3 separate regions of the Mus musculus genome follow, and all the other regions are linked to region 1. Evidence: chromatin contacts called from public HiChIP or PLAC-seq and promoter capture Hi-C data. All regions are on one chromosome and are shown on one strand. The core of a region is the stretch at or near the end of the contact, and the rest is flanking DNA. Distances in the headings are between cores, read along the strand shown. Region 1 holds the start of Psmc2 (proteasome (prosome, macropain) 26S subunit, ATPase 2). Region 2 holds the start of Fam126a (family with sequence similarity 126, member A). Region 3 holds the start of Nub1 (negative regulator of ubiquitin-like proteins 1).

Region 1 (4,508 bases), core at 687-3,186:
CTTTCCGAGAAACCGGGGACACTTCAAATTACAGCACTGAGCAGCAGGGGCTCGTCACAGTCCCCCGAGTCCCGGAGCAGATTGCCGGGGTCAAGGCTACCGAGCCAGGGGTTGCTAGGGACAGGGCTGGGGCAGGGGCGCCCGAGGCAGGGCGGAAACTGGGTTGGTGGGCACGTACCGGAGGTCAGAGCGTGGGTGATGGCGGTGCCCTGGCCCTCCGCGGCGCTCGGCAGGAGCAGCATGCTGGTTGGGGCTGGTCCCGCGGACGCCGCGGCTCACGGCCGGCAGGCAGGGCCCTCCGCGTCCGCACTACCTGTGGTCTGAGCCTCGCGCCTAGGCTTTACGCCCCGGAGCCGGCGCATGGAGACGACCAGTGAGCACTTCCGGGATGGGGCTCGCACGGCGCGGCCGCCAACCCCACCCCCACGGCCTCGCGCCAATGCGCGCGGCCGCCTACTTCCTCTGTGACTCTAAACCGACCGGAGACCAAGGAGCTCGAAGGAACAGTTCCTAGACGCATCAGTTCCTACGTGAAAAGGATTGTTTTGGTTTTTGTTTTGTTTTTTTGTTTGTTTTTTCACGTGAGAGCAAGACGGAGGAAATAATTTTGAAAAAGAACTTCACTCACTTTTGTCACCCAGGCCGGCCTCTAACTTGTGAATATCCTGTTTAAATCTCCCAAGTGCTGAGCTACCACCAATCTCTAGGTACCTCATAAAAGTGGAATCATATAACTATATATCATTGTATTGTTATATTAATAATGTTATATATTATAACATTGTCTCTATGTGAGCGGTGTATTCACTAGTATAATGGTCACAGAATTTATTTTTTTAAGGCCAAATAATACTATATTCCCATAACCACATTTTTGTTTACCCATCTTATGTATTTGGGTACTTGGGTTATTCTTCATTTGGCCTTTGCTAATGCAGCTATAAATAGGGCTGTACACGGATCTCTTTGAAATCCTATTTCCAACTTTTTGGCATTTGATATTTAGCAGTAGGATAACTAGTTTATATAGATTTTATTTTAGTTATTTTCAGTTTTTCGCAAGCACTGCAGTATTTTACACCAACAGTGTAAACAGCATCTATTTTTTTTTTCAACATCCGGTCAAACTTTCTTTTTAAACATAATAGTGATCCATGGGTCGGTCATGGTGGCGCACAGCCTTTGTCGCAGCAGATACCTCTAAGTTCTCAGACAGCCTGATCTGTTGCTAGATAGCCAGGACCACGCAGAGCCAGTCTTAAGAAGGAGAGAGAGAAAGAGAGAGGGGAAGGAGGAGGAGAAGGAGGAGGAGGAGGAGGAGGAGGAGGAGGAGGAGGAACCATCCTAAAGAGAATGACGTGCTTTTGATTTTAACATCCTTTCATGCGTCCGTTTATTGGCATTTGTGTATCTCCTCTAGAGAAATATGTCCAAATTCTTTACCTACTTTCCTTCCCTCTATCTTTTAATCTTCCCTCCTCCTTTCCTGTCATAACAACCAGATTCCTTTCTTGTTGTGGATCTTTGTATAACCTGGATACACACTCCCTAACAGAAATGCATTATCTTTATTCAATTTGTAGATCTAGCCACCAATTAACTGCGTCCAAACTGCCAGGCATTCTACAAGGCCTGCTCTGTAGCGCCTTTCCAGTCTTGCGAGGCAAACTATTTAGAGATGAAATAAACTACCCGCCTATGTGTATTATTTACTAGTGACTAAATCACGATTTTAGGTCATCAACTGAGCTAGGGCTAATCTTGGACGTTCCTATTCGGGTATCTAAAAAAGACTGGAGTTGTGAGGGAGCGGGGTGAACACGCGTTTCCTTCCACCAGACAACCCTTCCTCCCGTCAGCCGTGCGTGCAGTCCCCAGATGTCCAGGGAACCGGCGCCCGGGCGCGGAGCTACTTCCGGTGGGGAAGAGAAAGGGAAGACACCAGCGGAAGCGGGAAAGGTGCTGTGTAATCACCGAGACGCGGAGGCACTTGCGGCTTCTAAAATGCCGGATTACCTAGGTGCGGACCAGCGGAAAACCAAAGAGGAGGAGAAGGACGACAAGCCCATCCGAGGTGAGAGGACACGGGCCGGGAGCGGCCGGCGCTGGCACCGCAGAGGCGCAGGATTCCCGCCGCCTCGGTGCCCTGCCGGCCTTAGATCCGAGCGGTGACCGCTCTGGGCCGCAGCCCCGTCTGTCTGTCTGTCTGCCTCACGTCCGCCCCCTCGAATATTTTACCAGGCGCTGAGGTTCTGTATCTCCTGAAGTCTTGCAGGTCTTCAAAAAGTGGCCAGCCAGGTGGGCTGTGAATTCTACCTCCCGGCCCTGTTCCCTCCTTCCCAGTTGTAGCAGCTTGGCTACAGATTGTCACTGTGTAGCGACAATCCTGAAACACGATGGTACAAGAGAGATAGAAGAGATAAACTCTCATCTTGACCCCATGATTCCAGCCACGAAGTGAATTGCCATTTTACTCTTTTTTTTCTAGATATTTTTAACAAGACTCGAGTGTGTCTGTCATAATGTGTCTTGCTGTATATCAGCATCTTGAATTTAGAGATTTCGTGATAGCAAGTGCTGTTCCCTCCATGTGCTTATTGTCCTATGTTGTGGTAGTACAATAACATTTAATTATTGGTGGAGATTTCGATTGTTAACAGTTCACAAATGACCGTGTTATAGAACCTATCACATGGAAGTTACAGGCTAAATTCTAGAAGCAGGGGTATCATTATTGCCAAATGACTCCCACAGAGACTAGGCTTGTTGACATTTTTTTTCACTCATGTATGATATGTAGTCAAAATTTGGATGTAATCTTCATCCCCACACCTTTTTTAGTTTTTTCCCCCACTCCCCTCTTTTTTGCTCTTGTTTTGTTTTGTTTGTTTTGTTTTGTTTTTTACCATTTTTAGCTTTATCTTCATACTTAGTTTTAAATTTCTTTTACCTTAAGAACTATTTTTCAATGTTGCTGTGTCTCGCTCTTCCCTTTCTTAACAACTTCAACTCTCCTAGCACCTATCCTTCACCATTTATGCTGCTTCTCTCAGAGAAAGCATTTTTATCTTCACTGACTCTGCCACATGACTTAAACGTGTTTTACACCGTTGAGAGTTTCAGGAACTCCGGCCCTATTGGAAAACTTAGTCAGAAAGTTTGTATGTCATCTGTTTATACTAACCTATGTCTTTCTCTGGATGTAATAATTTTGCAGTTCAAGTATGACTAAAGTGTGTTGGATTTTAAGTGCATCTTATATGATCTTTACAGAAACATTGTGAAGGTAAAGTTCTCTTTGTGTTAGATGATGAAATGAATGCTGGAGAAATGAAATGGATTGCCTAAGGTAACCTTGTAGCTATGACTTATTCTTACCTAGCCATGAGGTTGCTGCAGTTTCAAGCCTCATGATCTTTTGTCCCCTGTCTTGGTTCTGTGGCATCCTTTTAAATGGGAGTTTGATACCCTGGGATCACCTGACTCCTGGTGACTGTCATCCCAGTCTAATGACGCTTAGATTCACTCCATTTTCACTTCTAAAGTGGCAAACTTCCCATCATACTTTATGCTCTTCCTTTTTAACTCTGGGAACTTCATTGTTTCATATCTCTTTCTGCGTATAGGCTATCCACATTATTCAAACCATTTCAACCTTATCTATCAATTTACTTCAACTCAGGCTTTGGGTTCACCCGGCCCCTCCTGCTGATTGTTCGTGCTGTTGACTGCACTTGGCCAGAGTCTCATCCTCTTCCTCAAGCCCTCAGTTTAGCTCCTGTGCTCCTGGCTGATGGATGGATGACCTTTCTCCTTTTCCTCAAGAGTTCTCTTCTGCGTTACCTCTCACTCAGTTCTGCCTCAGAGGACTCAGTGCCAGTCTCTGTCAAGTCTAACCTCATGTCTGTTCCTGGTCTTACCTCTCCTTCTCCCCTGGGACTCAGTCACTACTCCAGTGTGTGTTCCTATAGAATTTTCTCCTTTTGTTTCTCTAAATATACTAATATCTACTTTGTCTTAAAAGCATACATTTGAGAAAACCTATTATCTCTTTTCTATCTACAACCCATTTTCCTCATTGTCTCCTCTCCCTCCCTGCCGTCTTTCCTCTCTTTTTCTCCCCCTCCCTCCCCTCTGTCCTTTCTTTCTTTCCTTCTCTCTCCCTCTTCCACTCCCTTCCTTTCTTCCTTTCCCTCTCTCCCTTCCTTTCCTTCTTTCTCTTGCCTAGACAGCTGAAAGAATGAAGTCGGTATTAGGAGGACCTAGATGTATGTCTTGGTGCTGATTCTTACTAACTGGCCATGTGATAACAAAGAAGTCACCTAAGTGTTCTCTCCAGTGTAGTTTGGAAGCAATTATGTATGTGGGATGTAGTATACATCCGTTGTCTCTAATCACTGTAATTCACACAGTGACTTGAACAGATGGTGACTTCTGTTGCCCTGACTGCAGCTGCTTTGCTAGGCAACCTTACTAAGCTTCTCTAGCTGAGCTTTACTGCTTGTCTT
Region 2 (4,094 bases), core at 1,382-3,881, 2.2 Mb after region 1:
GTCTGAGTGTTTTTTTCTGCAAATGTGTGTGAAAAACACGAGTGCCTGGTGCCTCTGAAGGTCAGAAGAAGGCATCTAATCTGGAACTGGAGCTAAGAATGGTTGTGAATAGCAACCATGTGGGTACTAGGAACCAAACCAGAGTCCTCTGCAAGAACAAGTGCTCTTAATTACAGAGCCAGTTCTCCTGCCCCTCAAGTGGTTTTTCAACCATGTTCACACATTAAAAATATCTAGGAAATCAACAATATGTTTAAAAACATAAACTTTACAGGAAAGTATCCAATACCAACAGAAAGTGTTCCCTAAGAATCAGAAGGAAACAAAGGATACAAACAATCTTAGGAGGTGATATGTGGGTTTGTTATTTTAATTGTGGCAATGATTTTATAAATATTAACATATTAAATATTAAGTGTCACAATTGAAATATGTATGTATTATACTTCAGAGAGTTCTTGTTTAATTAAATGCTGTTGTCTAGGTCCTATCCTGCCCTTGCTGGAAACAGGGTGGGGAAGGTTCCTTCTGAGAGTAAAAATTTTAAGTTCTGCAAAATACTATATGTGGCCAAGACAGAGAAATGCTATTCCATAGCCAGCATTTTCTCCTTTCTTTCCTTCCATTTTCTTGAAAAGTCTCACTCACACATCTCTACTTTATTGCCATAAGTAATCTTATGACTGGTTTTGGAGCTACACTCTTAAAAGTCACCTATGAAGATTTCTTAGGCTTGATTACAAATAGGCAACAGGATGCTGAATAAAAGTGAACTAGAAGATATACTTAAACTTATTGTCAAAATTACACCATTCTTTAAAAATGTAACCAAAGGGGATTTTATAAAATAGAAGAATAAAAACAAACAAAAAAGTAGAAAAAGGAAAGCAGGGTCCTTCAGTATGGCTCTGGTGGTAAAAGCTCTTGCCACCAAGCCTGATGAAAGGAAAGACAGAACTCTGTCTGCATTGACCCAACCCAGTCTCCACCTGGCATGCATACCCAGAGACTGTAGCTACTGATTATTAACGGGATTTCTAATTTGTTTCTGGAAATAATGTTAATAAATCAAATGACTGTAAAATGAGTCAATTGTAGAGTCTGGTTTCTAAATACATGCTGGGCTTCCCCCTTACTACTAAAGTGAAATTATCTGAATACTTGATTTTGATACCACTCCTGACAAAGAAACCTTTCCCCTTTCTTGTCCTTCAGTGTACTTCAAAAACGTGATACAAAGAGTCATCTTATAAACCTTAAAATGTATTCACCTAAAGGGGAAAAGTGGTCACAAACGATCGGGGGTGGGGGTTGGGGGGAGGAGGCTGGTGCCATTGGCAACAGAGCAGTCCTAGGAAAACACACCTCCCAGAACTATCGCATTGTTTCAAGGTTACCCTAATCTTTGTGGCTTTATGTAGATAAAAGTTGTAACAACTGAAAACCTCAAACTGCAACGCGTGGCATGAACCACAGGGCTGGCACATCTCCTGCAAAACCTACCTTGTTACCCAAAGGACACCCAGTGTACAGAAAGCCAGTGTTACCCTGCATGCAACCAGTAGCAGTCTCTGTATCGCAGCAGCACTCCCCCTACCTGAGCAGTGGAGCCGCTGCCCGCGTGCAATAGCGTTTTATCCCAGAAGCGATTCAGTGCAGTGCAAAACCACTAGGGCCAAATTCTTCAGGAACCTCTAAACTCTAAAGGTACAAAGCAAACACATGCACGCTGCAGGGCAGAGACCCAGTTTTGCTGAAGCTTGCAAACCTGGGGTGTTTTCGTGCGGGGAGGGGGGGGGCAAGGAAGGAAAAAAGAACGAAAGGAAGAAAAGAAAGAAAAAAGAAAGAAGCTTACAAAAAAACAAAAACAAAAAACCGTTCAGTGGACAGAAAACCCTGTCGATCCTCGAGGGCGGTCACAGCAGCCGCAGAAGAGGCAGAACTCCAGGGTCCAGCGCGGCGCAGGCAGAAGAGGAGCTCTCCTGGTGGTGGACAGACAGACCGGTCTGGCACTCCGAACCCCCAGCCCCACGGGATTCAAGACCCGAGCGAGCACCGCTCTGAAGAGCACCGGGTCTGCGGAGCCAGCGTGGGCGGCGAGGCCAGGCTTTGGGCGGCGCGGACGGGTGGGCAGTGGCCATAGGCTACGGTGGGCTCTGTGCTAGGCCGACCCTGGGGCACCCCCAGCTCATCGCCCAACCGGGAACGGAGCCTCGTTCACAGCGGGCAGCCGGCCGCGGCCAACTTAGGGTTCTCGGGCCGCGCCTCGCGCGGGAGCCGTTACCCGCAACGGGCCGCCGCCCCAGGACGAAGTCCTACCCGCCGCCGGCAACAGCTTCAGCCCCGCTCCTCCCAGACCAAAGAAAGTTCTCGGTCTCCCGGCGCCTCAGGGGCCGGCGTACGGCTCGCGGCAGACTCACCAGAGCAGCTCCGGACCTACCGCGGCCTCCCCCCACGACCACGGCGACCACGGCGACCACGGCGACCGGGCGACTGCGCTCCGCCGGCAGCCGCGCCACCTGCCCCTCTCCTTCTAGCAGCACGAGTCCGGGCGAGCCATCTTCCCTCCTCTCTCTGACTGACAACCCAGCCCGGACAGCCGCCACTGCCGCCAGCCTCTCTGACAGGCACCACCAGAGACCCGTCCCCAAGCAGCCAACCACCACCGTCCCACACTGGATCAGCCTATCACTGACCCCCAGGGTGGGCCCAGAACAACTTCTCCACCAATGAGAATCTGAAACTATTGATGGGGGGGGGGCGATTTGAGTGGGCGTGGTCTGCGCGATGGGCGTGGTCCGGGAACGCCCAGGGGAGACGATTGACTGTGTGGTTAGTGGTGACAACTAAGAAGTTCCATGAAGGTCTCAGGATCTCTCTGAGCCCTTTAGACCTTAAGTCTTACCAGATGCTTTAAAACGTAATCAGAAAAGGACAGCAAGCTGATATTCAATTACTCGAATCATTTCCCAAAAGTATATCAAAATTTGACCGGATTCTGGGGGGTGTGTGTGGGGTGTGTGTGTGTGTGTGTGTGTGTGTGTGTGTGTGTGTGTCTGTGTGTGTGTGTGTGTGTCTGTCTGTCTGTCTGTCTGTCTGTCTGTCTGTCTGTGTCTGTGTGATTTCGGAAATAGCAATTAAAATACTACCTTTTCTTATGTTCATTGCTTTTGACTTTAGCCTTGAAAATTTCAAATATGGTGTCTAAAAGACAACTGAAGAGTTAAAAAAAATATTACTGCTTTTGCACCCATGTGGAAGCTCACAACCTCTATAACTTCAGTCTCAGGGGATCAGTAGCCCTCTTCTGGCCTCTGCCCTCATCCAGGTACACATGCACCTAACACACACACACACACATAAATTAAAAGAATTTTAATAGTAAAAGGGAGGATGGAGAGTTGGCTCAGAGCTTAAGAGCACTTGCTGATCTTCCAGATGAATGGGGTTCAGTTCCCAGCACCCACATCAGGACTCTAGTACAGCAGATCTGACACTTCTGGCCTCGAAGGTATCTGCACACATATGGTACACATACATACATACACACTCAGCCATACATATATACACATTAAATAAATAAATATTTTTCTTTAGAAAAAAATTAAGTATATTTCTCTACTTTTTTCCATAAGCCATTTTTCGTCTTCCACACCTACTTATCCTACAGATAACGTTTTATATATATATATATATATATATATATAGCCAATACAGCATATGCTCCGAGCTCCCCCTATTACAACCCTCTCAACTCAAATCTGGTTGAATTAGAAAGAAAGAGAGAGAGAGAGAGAGAGAGAGAGAGAGAGGAAGGAAGGAAGGAAGGAAGGAAGGAAGGAAGGAAGGAAGGAAAGAAAGAAAGAAAGAAAGAAAGAAAGAAAGAAAGAAAGAAAGAAAGAAAGAAAGAAAGAAAGAAAGAAAGAAAGAAAGAAAGAGAGGAAGAAGGCAAATTTCAACCTGGAAGAAAGGAAGTCATTCTAAGTTAATGCTAGAGATGACAAAATGTCTCCCAAAACACTAAGCAAGTTTTTAAAACATACCAAAGAAATAATAAGCACATATTATATACATATACACATACACATATACAT
Region 3 (4,534 bases), core at 1,004-3,503, 2.9 Mb after region 1:
TGGTTATGAATGAACAACTCTTCAAATATACTGAAAAGCATCGAATCAAATAACTCAAATTTGAATATTATAAACTATATGTATTGTATCACAATATTGTTTTAAAAATGAAAATATATGCTATCTTAACATCATGAAAAAACCTTTAACTCCTGTACAGAAAGACCGATCTACAGAAAACAAGAAAGGTAGCAGGATCTTTGGGAGGTAAGACTCAGGTTTCACTTTGCACGGTAAGTTTCTGATTTAATTGCAAAGAAGGAAATTTCTTTTCTTTTCTTTTTTCTTTTTTTTTCTTTCTCTTTTTTCTTTCTTTTTTTGTTTTTTGTTTTTTGGAAACAGGGTTTCTCTGTGTAGCCCTGGCTTTCTGGAACTCAGTCTGAAAGCCAGGCTGGCCTCGAACTCAGAGATCCATCTGCCTGTACCTTGCAAGTGCTGGGATTAAAGGCCTGAGCCACAACTACTCAGCTTTTTTTTTTTAATATTTATTTACTTATTATATGTAAGTACACTGTAGCTGTCTTCAGACATTCCAAAAGAGAGCAACAGATTTCGTTACAGATGGTTGTGAGCTGCCATGTGGTTGCTGGGATTTGAACTCAGGACCTTTGGAAGAGCAGTCGGCACTCTTAACCACTGAGCCATCTCACCAGCCCAACTTTCTTTATTTTTTCTTTTCTTTTATTTATTTTTTATTTTTTTAAATTTATTTATTTATTTATTTTTGTTTTTCGAGACAGGGTTTCTCTGTTCCTGGAACCCACTTTGTAGATCAGGCTGGCCTCGAACTCAGAAATCGGCCTGCCTCTGCCTCTAGAGTGCTGGGATTAAAGGCGTGCGCCACCACGCCTGGCAGTTTTTTGTTTCTTTGTTTCTTTGTTTTTTGAGACAGGGTTTCTCTATATAGTCGTGATTGTGCTGGAACTAATCAATTTCCTTAGAGTGGAAACAGTTATCTACAGATACAGTTTTCTTGGGTTTACAGTCACTTTCTTTTGTTTGGTTCTGAAAGCTTTGTCAGTTTGGAGGGCATAACAAACAACTTGCAAATCTGATCCTTATCATAATAACAATTTGTTTAGTTCCTGATTCACAGTGAGGCCAGGCATTTTTGGACTGACTAAGCAGGCCTGCTCTGGGTTCTCCAGTACGTGTGTGGGAAGCGGGTGTTGAATGATGGATCTAGCTTCACTGGCAGGCTGGCAATTGGCAAACTCCTCGCTGGGGTTCCTGGTTGCTTAGGCTCCTGCAGGCTTGCTCAGGCCTCCTCTCACAGTCTGCAGCAAGATGGGGCTCAACACCAGAGCATTGTTTCTTTTCTCATAGTATTTAAAAAAAAAAAGGCCTTTTTTTTTTTTTTTTTTTTTGGTTTTTGGTTTTTGGTCTTTTTGAGACAGGGTTTCTCTGTTTAGCCCTGGCTTTCCGGAACTCACTCTGTAGACCAGGCTGGCCTCGAGCTCAGAAATCCCCCGCCTCTGCCTTCCAAGTGCTGGAATTAAAGGCGTGCGCCACCACTGCCCGGCGTCTTCATTTTTTTATGCCCGTTTGGATTGTTCCCTTACATAGACATAAGGGCACATGCATTTTTCACAGCGCTGAGCAAAGCAGATGTCTCTATCTACTGTACTCATGGTGGGAGTAGCCGCTGGAGGGAGGCATGGGTAGCGTACCTAACTTCACCATGAGCGGGGATCCTGGTGGGATTGTGGAGGGTAGTGTGAGAATCCTTTAGTCTAGGGGATCCCCTAGGCCTAGTAGAGGGAAGACGAGAAAAGGTTCAGGAAAACAGGTCTTGCTCTGTCAAGGCTTTTGGGGAATAAATAAAGGCAGACTCATTTTCCTCTGACTCTGAAAAACTCGGTCTGGGAGTGGTCCGAAGACCTCGTGATTGAAGACTAGCATTGCCTCACTTCCATTCCTCACCACGCCTCTTCCCCCTGCACAGCAGACCCCCTCCCACCGCTTTTGACCAGTTTTAGCCTTGCCTTTCCACCTAACAGCTCCACCTACAGTCGGCCCTTGCCTCCATCTTCCTCCTCGCCCGGTCCCACATCCGCTCCACCGCAAACTACCAGCCCCGCCCACAGATCGCCTGACCCTCAGCGCGGCCCTCGCCCCAACCACTTTGTCTCTCTTCCCCCTTACACGTCAGCCCCGCCCTAGCTACACTCTCCCTATTTCCATCTACTCTGTTGTCCCGCCCCATATCAGCCCCGCCCATTAAATACTAGCCCCGCCCACAGCCGCGTTTTCAGGGCTTCCTTCCGTTCGATGCTTCAGATCGCCCTTCAAGCCCCTTGGCCCCACCCTTCCATGCAGCTCCGGTCCTCGACCGGCCTTCCGGACAGCGCGAGGGGGCGGAGCCGGGGGCGGGGCCGGCCTCACCCGGAATGAAAACAAACGGCGGCCTTTGCCGCATCCGGGCACTCGGCAGGTCGCAGCTGGCTCGGCAGTGGCGCAGGTGAGACGGCTGCGGCAGCGACCGGGCCTTGGGCCTGGGCCTGGTAGCGCGGCCGGGGCGGCCGTGGGCTCGGTGGGCAGGAGCGGCCAGGCGGACGCGGCGAGGCGGGCTGGGGCGGAAGCGGGAGGGGGTCGCGGCGGGGCGGAGGGGAAGGGATGGACACCAGCCAGCAGCTTGAGTTTGGATGAGCTGACTGCCGGGGCTGACAGCGGAACGCGGGGTGTGAGAACGCAAGCTTTCTGGACCCACACTTGTCCTCGCCTCCTTCCCTTGCTTTTAAATAGGAGGCCCTAATGGCATGTCATTTCCCCGAGAGGGAACGTGTTGAATGTGCGTAAGGTTGTATGCAATCTCGATTGATCTACAAGTGAAAGTGGTATTTTCAACATTGATGCCTAAGGTTTCACTTTCGGTTCAGAGCGCTGATCTTGATGATTTACGTGTTTTCTGCGTTGGAACGCCCAGCAACACACATGAAACAGTTCTCCAATTAAAATTGAAAACTGGGCTGTTAGATTTTCTTCCTTTTGACCTAACACATGTCATTCTGGTACCTGTAACTGGATTTTCATAGGTTTGAATACAGTGGTTTAATTTAATTAATTAATTTTTTTGAGATGGTGACTCACTATGTAGCTCTGGTTGTCCTGGAATTCGCTAAAGGCGAGCAAAACTATAATCAAGCCGGTGGTTTAATTTTGTTCAACATTAAATCTTTATGTTAATCTGGGCATGGCATACCTTTAGCCCCAGCATTTAGGAGGCAGAGATGATCAGGTGATCTCTGTGAGTTCAAGTCCAGCCTGGTCTACATAGTAAGTTCCAGGACAGAGCTGAGTAGTGAGACTCTGTCATGGTTTTAAAAAAAACAAAACAAAAACAAAAAAACTTAGTCGGGCGTGGTGGCGCACGCCTTTAATCCCAGCACTTGGAAGGCAGAGGCGGGGGATTTCCGAGTTCGAGGCCAGCCTGGTCTACAAAGTGAGTTCCAGGACAGCCAGGGCTATACAGAGAAACCCTGTCTCAAAAAACCTAAATAAATAAATAAATAAATATTACGTGATGCAGACCTAGCAACAGTGTGGAGCACAGATGAAGGGTTGTGATAGCCTTGGCTTCTTTTATCAGACAGTGGACTGGGTACAGTCTGAAAGGCTGTTTTCAACCTTCTGAATAGCTGGGTACTAGTAAATTATCCCTGCCACCTCCTTAGGAGATGGCAGTAATCTTTTTCTCAGTTTCTAAACTGGGCGTGCTGGCACACGCCTTTAATCCCAGCACTCCGGAGGCAGAGGCAGATGGATTTCCGAGTTCAAGGCCAGCCTGGTCTACAGAATGAGTTCCAGGACAGCCAGGGCTACACAGAGAAACCCTGTCTCGAAAAATTAAAAAAAAAATTTTTTTTCTATAGATTTGAGTCCTGTGTCTGGAGGTTTAATAGACTTGTATTTGTAAGGCTCCTAAGTGCCTTGTGGTGAGCTTGTGAGTAAAAACACACAGCATGTTCATTCTCTCTCTCTCTCCCTCCCTCTGTCTCTCTCTTTCCCTCTCGCCCTGTCTGACATGCATACACACAATGTTTACTCCATGGGCTATCCTGATGACCTGTTTCTCGATCTCAGATCTGAGCACCCTTTTGAAAGCATGGTTATGGAATAATGCTTAAGTCACCACAGTTGGCTTGAAGATCAGGTGGATTCTGTTTAGAAGGCTGAAACTTAAGTTATTAATTCACATATTTTCCATTCTCTGGAATTCATGTTCACCAATGAGGAGTGAGCAGCTTCCTATTTGGTTTGATTTGGCAAGCCTTGAAACACTTGACTACCAGCTGCCCCAGGCTCTCAGTGGCCTCCCCCACCCTGTGGAAGCTATGTCACACCTCCTGTGTAAGAAAGGGGAAGTGCTGAGGACAAGAAGCACAGGATTGTGAGACAAGCTAGAGTCCATGTCGTAGGCAGTTGTCTCATGCCAGTTCTGGCCTGGGCTCATTTTGTGGTTTTATAAACCTGGGCCTGGGGTTTTCCAGCAGCAAAGTGATTTAGCCTCAACATCAATCTAGTGAGATGTGCT

What was found. Promoter capture Hi-C pulls out the DNA fragments that hold promoters and counts their contacts. HiChIP or PLAC-seq counts read pairs in DNA pulled down with a chosen protein or histone mark.
Region 2: a promoter capture Hi-C map of pre-B cells shows a contact between it and region 1, with 8 times the contacts expected there. The contact joins the promoter of Fam126a here to the promoter of Psmc2 in region 1. A contact is called at or near these places in 1 of 39 promoter capture datasets (pre-B cells) and 1 of 484 Hi-C or Micro-C datasets (CD8 T cells).
Region 3: an H3K27ac HiChIP or PLAC-seq map of bone marrow-derived dendritic cells shows a contact between it and region 1, with 13 times the contacts expected there. The contact joins the promoter of Nub1 here to the promoter of Psmc2 in region 1. A contact is called at or near these places in 2 of 39 promoter capture datasets (liver and pre-B cells), 1 of 115 datasets of contacts at active chromatin or transcription factors (bone marrow-derived dendritic cells) and 2 of 9 other capture datasets (adipose tissue and liver).

What each region holds. Positions count from the first base shown.
Region 1 is chr5:21,784,811-21,789,318 of GRCm38.p6, forward strand. It overlaps Psmc2 (proteasome (prosome, macropain) 26S subunit, ATPase 2), which reads left to right and starts at 1,937. Exons shown (of 12, transcript NM_001368661.1): 1 at 1,937-2,074. The coding sequence starts at 2,005. Dnajc2 (DnaJ heat shock protein family (Hsp40) member C2) reads right to left here and starts at 355. Exons shown (of 17, transcript NM_009584.4): 1 at 179-355. The coding sequence starts at 242.
Region 2 is chr5:24,028,059-24,032,152 of GRCm38.p6, forward strand. Fam126a (family with sequence similarity 126, member A) reads right to left here and starts at 2,632. Exons shown (of 11, transcript NM_053090.3): 1 at 2,421-2,632.
Region 3 is chr5:24,683,562-24,688,095 of GRCm38.p6, forward strand. Nub1 (negative regulator of ubiquitin-like proteins 1) reads left to right here and starts at 2,254. Exons shown (of 15, transcript NM_016736.3): 1 at 2,254-2,461.